Linked DNA regions of Capra hircus: region 1 is linked to region 2. Evidence: chromatin contacts called from public Hi-C data. All regions are on one chromosome and are shown on one strand. The core of a region is the stretch at or near the end of the contact, and the rest is flanking DNA. Distances in the headings are between cores, read along the strand shown.

Evidence for each region. Hi-C and Micro-C count contacts between places; a contact is called where the count stands out from the background.
Region 1: a contact with region 2 is called in a Hi-C map of blood, with 4 times the contacts expected there. The contact joins the enhancer-like site here to the promoter of PLK2 in region 2. A contact is called at or near these places in 3 of 5 Hi-C or Micro-C datasets (all in blood).

The regions. Positions count from the first base shown.
Region 1 is chr20:21,826,919-21,832,039 of ARS1.2, reverse strand. No RefSeq gene overlaps it. Among named protein-coding and RNA genes, the nearest start is that of ACTBL2, 26 kb to the left of the region's middle. Within about 2 kb of position 1,694, at least 1 of the 5 cell types and tissues checked has an H3K27ac peak or open chromatin away from gene starts, as enhancers often do.
Region 2 is chr20:20,900,775-20,905,743 of ARS1.2, reverse strand. PLK2 (serine/threonine-protein kinase PLK2) reads right to left here and starts at 2,498. Exons shown (of 14, transcript XM_018065725.1): 1 at 1,982-2,498; 2 at 1,244-1,351; 3 at 984-1,100; 4 at 656-785; 5 at 336-423. The coding sequence starts at 2,251.

The DNA.
Region 1 (5,121 bases), core at 445-2,944, 930 kb before region 2:
TCACATTTTACTAGAATTTTGCTACACTGTTGGGTTAAGCTCTGTCAAGAACCTCAGTCCCATTGGAGAATGAAATGCTTCCTACAACCCATTTCTCCTCCCATGGATCTCGTTGTTCAAGGATTGGCATCCAAGCAGTGGCTGAGATGAGAGACAGAGCTGGATCCCAGGGGGAGACACAGCTGAAGAGGTCTCCCATCAGTGACTTGACTTTGTGGCCTCCATCCAAATAGCATCTCAGTGGTCTTGGCAGTGCAGGATGGGTCACAAAGCCCTGTGTGTACCCTGGGAGGCTGGGGATGTGAGAGCAAGCGAAGGTCAGCAGTGCAATGGGGCCAGGGCCAGGGGTAGAACTTGATTCCCTAATTCTTGTTCCAGGATTCCAGCAGCTTGGCTTTGCCGGGACTGGTCTGGTTCTGTTCATAGAGCTGTCATTTAATTTTTGGTCACTTATACACTGTTTGCTAACTGTTCATAATTCCTGTGCAATTTTGCTCATAACATGGGAAACAAAGACAGCAAAACAAGGGGCCCTTATACTTTTCTCTGCTGTCGTCAGTGGGTAAAATTGGCTGAAAAAGCAGAGCAAGAAGCTTTCCCTGGCTACTCTGGATGGATTTTTTTTGTTTGTTTCATGAGCAAATTTTTTAGGAAGAAAATATATGTGTGTGAAGTAAGTGTAGAATGTCTGGTGAGTTGTATAAAATAAAACATTTATCCATCTATTTTGATAGGGAGATGGATTAGAGTTAGCAAATTAATCTTTCAGTCAGCAAATATTTGAATAGATACAAATCAGTCATTGTTGTCAGAGCTGCTGCTAGCCTACACTGAGTTGTGTAGAAAGAGCCCTGCACCAAGCCACATGCTTTTAGGCTTCAGCCTCTCTCAGTTGGATGTCTTTGTGCAGTGTACAAACTGTTCAACTGTGCATGACTGTACCTTGAGTCAAGAGACTGGACCATCATTTTGCCCTTTGACTGGAAAATTTTCTGAAGAATTAGGTCTTGAGCAGGGTTTAAAGGAAATAGCTCTGTCTTTGGGGCATGACATACAGGAGGAAGGTAGGTTGTTTATTCTGTGGGGTTAACTATAAAGACCTGCTGGGATCTTGCCCCTGAAGTCTTTATCCCTGCAACTGGGTTAATGAAACCTCCTCCTTGCAGCTGTAGGAGCCATCTGGACTGTAGGAAGAAGGATAGAAGGAGCTGAGAAGTTAGCACTGAATGAATTGCCTCACCTTTCAGTTTCAGGGTGCTACCTCATGTCCATCAAGCTCAGCTCCTTGTTTTTTTTTTTTTTTGACTGCGGCCATGTCTTGGGAGAGAGTTTTGCCCCTGGTCTCTGGACTTCTCCCCATCACCCTTCCCCTCTGCCCCCAGAAGCCATGACTGGTACCTGTGACCCCACAGGCCGTCCGGACTTCCTGGCAGCCTGCTTGCTTCCAGGCACCATGGACTTCTGACCACTGGCTTCACCTGTCTGGGTGATATCCTGGATCAAGGACTCATTTTGGACCTCTAAATACTATTTAACCCATGAATCTCTCTCCTGGCTTTGGACTGAAGTTTAGAACAATGGTTCTCAAAAGGGACTGCTCATTAGAATTGCCTAGGGAACTGTGTAGAATTTGGATGCCCATGGCACACCCTGGATCCATGAGATCAAGATTTCAGGGGAATATATAGGCACCAGGAATGTTAAACCTCCACAGGTTAACCCAGTGCACCACTGTTTTTGACTACATGTCCTGTCTAGCCAGCCACAGATTAGTCAGCCTCTTCTGTGCCCCCATGTTTAGACCTGTGGCTTTTGTCCAGCCTCGTGACTGGATTGTATCCCTGGTTCCAGTTCTCCCTGGGATGGCCTGGCTCACCACCAGACAATCTTAGATTATGATTATGTTTTGGAGCCAGAAGGCTGAGAGGGATATCTGGAGACCCCAAGTAAGCCTTTTGTGGTTTCCTTAGCCTGTAATTCTAATAAATGCAATCCATCAGCCTTGTCTTCCCTAAGAAAGAACATCCTTTGTAGGCAATCCTCAGTATATAAGTGGGTTGTGTTCCAAAATTTGTTTGCGGTCAGTTGTTAGGGATGTAGAACCCAATTCCCATAGTAACAAAGTTACAAAGGAAAGTGGCAGGTTGCAGTAGTCATCGGAACCATTAAAAAGCTGAATGAACTTTATTAAAAAAAGTTTTTTTTAAATATTTTTATTTTTTATTTTTTTAAATTTTAAAATCTTTAATTCTTACATGCGTTCCCAAACATGATTGATGTGGACCGTTTTTGAAGTCTATTGAATTTGTTGCAATACTGCTTCTGTTGTTTATAATTCGGTCTTTTGGCCTTGAGGCATCAAACCTGTACTTTCATTGGAAGGTGAAGTCTTAACCACTGGATCCCCAAGGAAGTCTCAGAAAACTGAACTTTAGAACTAACAGATTCAGAGAATCAGTCACTATTATTAGACTGAGTCATATGAAACTGACATTTTTGCATGTCAAAAAGATAGAATATTGGTAATTTTATGTGTTATGTTTTACTTCTGCAGGGGAAGAAAGTTTTAAGTGCTAGGTTAGAAAATTCAAGGCACAGTCACCCTTATAAAGATTCTAAGAGGATCAATAATGCCTTTCTTCCTACCCTCCCTCCTCTTCCAGTCTCTCCCCTTCTAGTCAAGTAGACAAAGAGCGCAAGTCTTCCAAGGGAGACGGTATGCAAATAAAGAGGGCTTTCCCAGGTGTGGACTTCTCATGATCCTGCTGGTGATGAGGGGTGAGGCAGGGGAGGCGAGAAGGGGAGGGCATGGTCTGATGTCAGCAACCACTAGGGAAACAGACATCCCCACAGAAACCATTTAGGTACCACATGGAAAACTGAGCCTTTCTTAGAGCTGTCTTCTGGGAGTTAGGGGCAGCAGCAGCTAGGATTTTGCCAGGAGCAGGCAGACTGCAGATAATGGACAAGCAGCAGCATCAGTTTCACACACATGGGCCACATGTCAGCCGAGGGTCTGTAGGTGAGGCCAGTGAAAGTTACCTGCCTTGATGAGTGATGCGCATGTTCCATGGATGAGTAAAACCATCTGAACCTCCCTTGTGTGCATTGTCTTGCAATAGGAGCTGTACATTTAGAGGTGTGCTTTATATGAGTCACAAAGTGGCTACCAACCCAGGAAAGACCATTTTGTTTTCAGAGCTCAGGATATGTGTCTGACACATAGTAGGTATGTGGTAGGGGTTGCCTAGGAAACAAGTGGCGCTGATAATTTTTCCTGTCTGTTTTCTATGATCAACTTAAAGATCATGAACATGATTCCTCTGGCGGGAAATGTAGCAGTTCTCAGAAAAAATTTTATGTATTCATATTACCTAGGAAACTCATGACTTTAGGAGAAGCTGCATGTTCACTTAGGAAACAGCTGTTTTCTTTATTTCAGTGCTGGGTATTTTATAAAGGAAAACACCATTTTTCTTTGATGCTTGTTGTTTCTCTGATAATCCAAGTTCCTATCTTCATTCCACATGAATTAAAATCCTGTTTATATCCAACATTCATTCAGTAAAATGGCTTGAGATTTGTGCTGCTCCAAATGAGTTCCAGTTTGAGAGGGGGAAATCTCAGAGTCCTACTAGAGCTGGCTGTCTGAAGACAACTGAGGATTTACACTCAGAACAGATAATAATAGAAATGGGATACAAAAAGTGAAAAAGATTTGATTGCATGGACTACAAAGATTATGGAAGCTCTTTTTTTCTTCTTAGCCAAGCGTAAGTGAGTAAGAAAAAAATTAGAGGCCAGGTATGGGAGCCTTCACAAAATTCTGGGTCACATCTTTCAAAACAGTGAACGTGGCAGCAAACAAATAATTATAAATTCCATGGACTCTGAAAAATAGGCTGATCTCTTAGCTTTTGCAAGTGATTTCCCTAATGCATTTTCCTTCACCATCACATTTTAATGCCATCTGTTGCCTGTTTTCATGAGTGAGGTCAGTTCTGAGTCACTTTATGCAATTATGCAAATACGGTTTCTGTGAAATACAGGGAAAGTAATGTTGCTTTCAATCATTTTTGAAAGCCTTCCAGTGATCAAGTCTCACTCTAGACTGGTAAAACTATATTGTTCTTTCAATTGTTTAATATAATTTAGCAGTAAAAGTTTGTCAATGTCTTTTAGAAATGGCTTCTAATATACCTCTCTCAAAGGTTTGCTTATTTTTAAGATGAACTGGAACAGTCTTTTATTTTTTTAGTTGGTGTGCATTACTAATTGCTACTCCCAGACTGGGGCCAATCTGACTATAATTGTATTTCTGCACACTAGCCCCAGCAAAACACAGACACATCCTCTTATACACACTGTGATAACCTTCTGCCCCAGCCCCAGTCAAGGGGAAGAATCATGTGGGGTTTTCTCATTATCTTTCTTCTGTGATTATGCAGCTTACACAGCAGCAGACATAGACTGATCCACAGCACGATGCAGGAAGTGACATCAGACCAGTGCTGCTGTCTAGTATTTGTGTATGTCTAGGGCAGAAGGAGGGGCTGCGAGGAGACGGAGATAAGGAGGGAACATGTTTTCTCTCTAGAGCCTAATCAGAAGATTATACTTGTATCCAGAGGAACATAATAAAAATACTCTTACCATTGAGGGTACATAGGCTGTATTTGGACTACTCAGAGATCAAGAGTATTCAGGTAAAAAAGGCAGAGATGTAGCATCTAAAAAATAGAGGAGTGAGTCTAGCCATAATTAGGAAGTGGGTAACTGGTATTGAAGGGATAAAAATTCAGTGTATAAACTATAAACAAAATGAACTTCTGGAAACTATATAGGAAGATACTAAAGATAAAGGCTATATTGGGAAGAGTAACAGAGCATCACAGAATGGCACTGGGCATCCAGAAAATTCAGTTATTCAATTATCACATTTACTGAGTGCCTGCTGTGTTTCAAGGACCGTGGTTAGCACTGGAATACAGCAGTGAAAAGGAAACAGACAAGAGATTACATTCTAATTGGAAAGCAGAGACTAAATGAATAAATAAATGGGTAAATGAATCCATTTATGGAGAAATGCATATGGACAAATAATAAGATAGTTATGACCGT
Region 2 (4,969 bases), core at 1,249-3,748:
TTGACATTTCACCAAACGACTTGGTAATTTTTTTTTTAATGCATGTACAATTGTTTTCAGCCACATGACAAAGTGCTTTAAGCCAACTGAGGCCAGGTACAGCAGGACACTTTTATACATTTCAGGCAAATAAAAGATTTGTTTCATAATCAACTTATGGCTGAAGACACTCTGCCTAGGCTATAGTGGCACTGAGTAAGTATTTCCTTCAATTAACATTGTAGCAGTTTACAGATTTTAATATCAACTAACCTATGAAACATTAATTGGAAGATAAAAAGGGCATGTTTGATCTCCACAAAACCCTAGTTAAGATGTATCCTTCTGACTTTTACCTTCTCCTGTGTTCCAAGGGTTCCAGCCTGGCTGCCAAACCAAAGTCCCCAACTTTTAGTTCCATGGCTTCATTGATAAAAAAGTTCCCTGGAGGACAACAACAACAAAAAAGTCTGAATTCTCTTGAAAAAATATTCTAACCAAGTACACACACATCCATCCACTCGAGAGGCAGGCAGCCAGCTGCTTAACAGGCAAGCCATCATTCAGAAGCAACACTGCATTGGCTAGATCCCAACTAAGAACCTTAACTATGTAAGAAAAGGGAAAGAGCATGCACCTCTGATACAAAAGTCAGGGTTTGGAGTGAAAGGCTCACCAAGTTTGAGATCTCTATGCAAGATTTCTTGTTCGTGAAGGTACTTTAGTCCAGACACGATCTGCCTGAGGTAATATCGGACTTCTGGCTCTGTCAACACCTTCCTTGCTTTCAAGATATGAGCCATGGACTGGGAGGAGGAGAAGGGAAAAAGAGAATCTGTCAAATAAAGTTGCCAGCATCAGTAGTTTCCTTATGCAGGAGGAGCGATGAAAGGTAATGCTGCCATATTATAATTATGTCCACAATCAAATTGCCAGATAAAGCGCAATTTGAATGCTAGGTCAGTGTGCAGGAAGTCCATGCACTCAGATGAGTGAAGACTTACCCTTCTACTGCAATATTCCAAAAGAATGTAAATGTTTTCTTTGTCCTCGAAGTAGTGGTAAAACTGCACGACGTGCTTGTGATGGAGAATTCTGTGAAGCTCTATTTCTTTGTCAATCTAAAACGAAAAGCAAGATCAGTCTTATTAGCCTCCTTCACTTCTGCAAAGCCAGCTGCTTACACATGCAGAAGACATGTTCCTAACAGGGAAGGGCCATCTCTGCACACAAAGAAAATATTTTACTCAACAGTCATACACACCTTTTCCCTTTGATGAGGTTTGGCTACTCTGCTGTGAGGAATAATTTTTGCAGCGTAGACTTTGTTGTTAGTCAAATCTGTCATCTCGTAGCATTTTGCAAAGCCACCCTGAAAGGAAACAAAGCCAAGAGGGAATTGAGTATGGCAGGAACATGGACGGCAGATTTTTTTTAAATAAATAAACGAGAAAGATAAGCAAAAATATGAGGAAGGGTGGACAGAGGGACGCGGTCTACTTTTTCAAAAGCTTCTTCACGAAGGGAAAGCACTCCTAACAACAGTTAAGTTAAAACGGTGCCCCTTCTCCTTTTACAAAGAGGAGCTTTACGGAGCGGGGCTGGGGGTCGGGGAGATGAGAAATAGGATCTGAAGAGATGTGCAAGGAAATCCTCTGGGGTGGGGGTGGGGAGGCATCTGGAGGGCTAGGTGTGGTGTAGAAAACCCTCGCTTCTGGCCTCAAGATCAATGTCTTAGGGCTCGTGGAAGAGGCAGACAGCCGCGGTCAAGGATGGAGAACGCGACCCCCGCGCTGTCAGTGCACAAAAGCCAAAGGAGGGCAGGTAACCACCCCACGCCGCGCCGAGCTCCGATTACCGAGACATCGAGAAACGGCGGGGGAGCGGGGACTCCGGGTCCGGCCCGGCCCGGCCCGGCCCGCGGGGTAGGGGGTGGAGGGCGGGGGAAACGCCCGGGCAGACCTCCCTCCCGCCTGGCAGCTGGGCGCCCACCGCTCGTCACCTTTCCCAGCACTTTGCCGCGGCAGTAGCGCTTCCCCGTCGTGGGGTCGACGATAATCCGCGAAATCTCGGCCCCCGAGTGCGAGTGGTGGTGATGATGGTGCGGGACCGCCGGCTGCACCTGCGCCGGGGTCTGCGGCGGCTGCGGCTCCTCGGGGGACGGCTGCGGCCGCTTCTTCTTCGAGTCCCCGCCGCAAGCCTTGCCCAGAGCCTGCTCGCACATCTTGGTGCTGGCGGCAGGCTGGTAGGTGATAGTCCGTAAGAGCTCCATGGTCGCCTCGTCGCCTAACTACCGGCCACCACCTCCGAGGCGCGGACACACGACCGAGCCGGCCTCTGCCCTCGAGCTCTGCCCCGCCACCTCTGCCAACCTCCCGCGCCCGACGCCTCGGTCCACTTGTGCGAGTGCGAGCGCCGGGCGAAGTCTTATATATGGGCGGAGAAGGGGGCGGAGAATCGACACGGAACGCGACGTCACGGGCAACGCCCCGCCCACCGGCCTCTAGAGCGCGCGGGGCCAGGAGAGAGGTCGCTAAGGGCCGCTGGGTTTCCGCTCGCGAGGAACGTGCGAAAGCGGGAGGTCTGGCCGCGGGGAAGCGCCCCCCGCGATGAGGAGGCGGACACAGGCGTCCGGCCGTCCTCTTGACCAGCACCCCGTTCTTGGAATGTTCGAACTTCTAGGTTTGATGTAGAAACCCGGGGGCCGACGCCTCGGCCCCACCCGGTGGCTCGCGGCGCTGCGGTCATCGCAGGTTCCCTCCCTCGCAAAGCCCTTGCTGACCGCCCCGCAACCTGACGCCTCCGGTGTCATGGGGTGACTGTGGCCAGAGTCCACCGCACAGGCACGTGAGGCTTCCCCCGGGCCACCGGGCTGCCGCGGACCCCGCTCTTTTACCCTACCCGCTCCTGTCTAGAGGGTCCCTCCGGGGAGGCCGTGCCCTTGAAAGGCAGGGATTCCCGGAGCAGGGTCTTCGGAGCTCCCCGCTGCTTCTGAACGGGGCAGACTTCGGCTCAGGCCGGTCGGCTCACCATGGCCAAGTCCCACTTAGTGCCCATCACCCTAGATCAAGCCTTTCTCCGAAGTCAGGCTCTTAACCTTGGCGAGGGAGGCAGTTGCCTGGGAAAGGCTTCGCCTTCAGTATGTCCGAAGACTGGGAGCAAAGGCGCCATCTCGTGGAATGTGCCAGAAGCGCAGTTAGCGGTTGGAGTGGGCCGCAGTATGGGCTTGCTTTGACAATAAGCAGTGTAATCCGGCTCCTGGTGCTGATTATGGTTTTACAATCGAAACCATCTATCTCTTCTTCCGAAGGGGTTATGCAGACTGCGTCGTTTAAATGGCTCATTAAGCCATGAGGTTACTCTGGTGCTGAGAGAGGCAGTCTTAGGCCTTCCAAATGGAGGGAATTGGAGTATGAGGGAGGAACATAGCCTACTGAGTTAAAACATGGCTGTTTCCTGTTTCCAGATTTCACAATTCAGATGTGCCTACCTAGGAACACCATTGTTTCTTGCTCTAATGACAATAGCATTTTTATGTGCAGGACACCATATTTAGTGTTTTCAAATGCCTTATTTAATTCTGCATCCGTTTTAAGTAGAAAATACTGTTATTCCCATTTTACAGATGACGAATCTGGTGTTTAAAGAATTTGTAACTTCTTATATAGTCTCTCTGTATAAGTATTTAGATCATCCAAGTTATGTTAATGATCAGTAGGCAAATTTTTAAATCTAAGATAAGATATATTTCACAATATTTCAATACTAATTTCCAGTTCTATATAGAACATCAGGTTACTAACCCCCTGGAAAGTATTTAGAAAAGGGTTGGCTCAAGTCCAGATACCATCAAGGAGTATTCTTGCCTGGGAAATCCTGTGGATAGAGGAGCTTGCTGGGCTACACAGTTCATGGGGTCGCAAAAGAGTCCGATGGGACTTCACAACTAAAACAACAACAACAATGCATGTTATCAGTGACTTAGGTATGCATGGTTTCAAAGACTGTCTCAAGTCCTTCCCACATAGTGTAGAAAGGAGTGTCACTAGCATTACAAAGTAGAAAGAGAAAGTCTTCTATGACTCTTCCTTTTTGATTCTGTAAACAGGGCAAGCCCAGGCATGTTTCTTGTAAAAGTGAACTTTACCCCCAAATTGTCAGGGCAGGGGTGGACCTAGAGGTAGACATGAAGACTTATGTAATCTTCCTCTTTAAAGTTAAACCTAGGGGTGACCTTTGCCCCCCAGATTTAGGCAGAGTTGTTTACTAGCCTATAGTAGGCTTGCTGGTTTAGAAATTACTACCTAAATTACCAGAGCTAATTTTACACCACGTGTATTTTATCTGCTGATAATGAACTTTTAAATCTAGTTTGTTTATGACTTTTTATGATAAAAGGACTGTGAAGAATAATCATGATATTTTTATTATTTCCAGTTTTTGATTATCATATATTATTGTATATCTCTTTACCAAATTTACTTAAGCATTTGATGTACTGTTTGTTGAACATGCCATAGGAAATACAGGTCTATCCTCCAAAACATTTGAGCACTTAATAAAACACTAACATGTATATGTGTTATTGAGTCTTCTGTCCAATTATGAAAAAAAATCTGATTTTTTTTTGGTTTCTAGTGCCATCATGTGGACAGAACTAAAATTGTTATTAGTAGAGCAGAAAAGGAAATAAACGTACTTTCAAATGGAGATAAATCTTTAATTAAAAGATATTTTCCTGTAGTTCTCTAGATTTAATGTAAAGCAGTATCCTAATATTATTTTTAGTGAAACTTGACACACATTGCAAATTTTATATGAAACTGTAAGTGATCAAAAAGAGCAAAGTAATTTTCCAGAAAAATTAGGAAAAGGAGGGTCTTTCCTCTACCAGTCATCAAGACTGTAAGTTATTAAGTTGCTCTATTAAGCTAGAGCAATGAAGAAACTTTGGTCCTCTCATAGGGATAAACTAACCAGTGAAATAGTC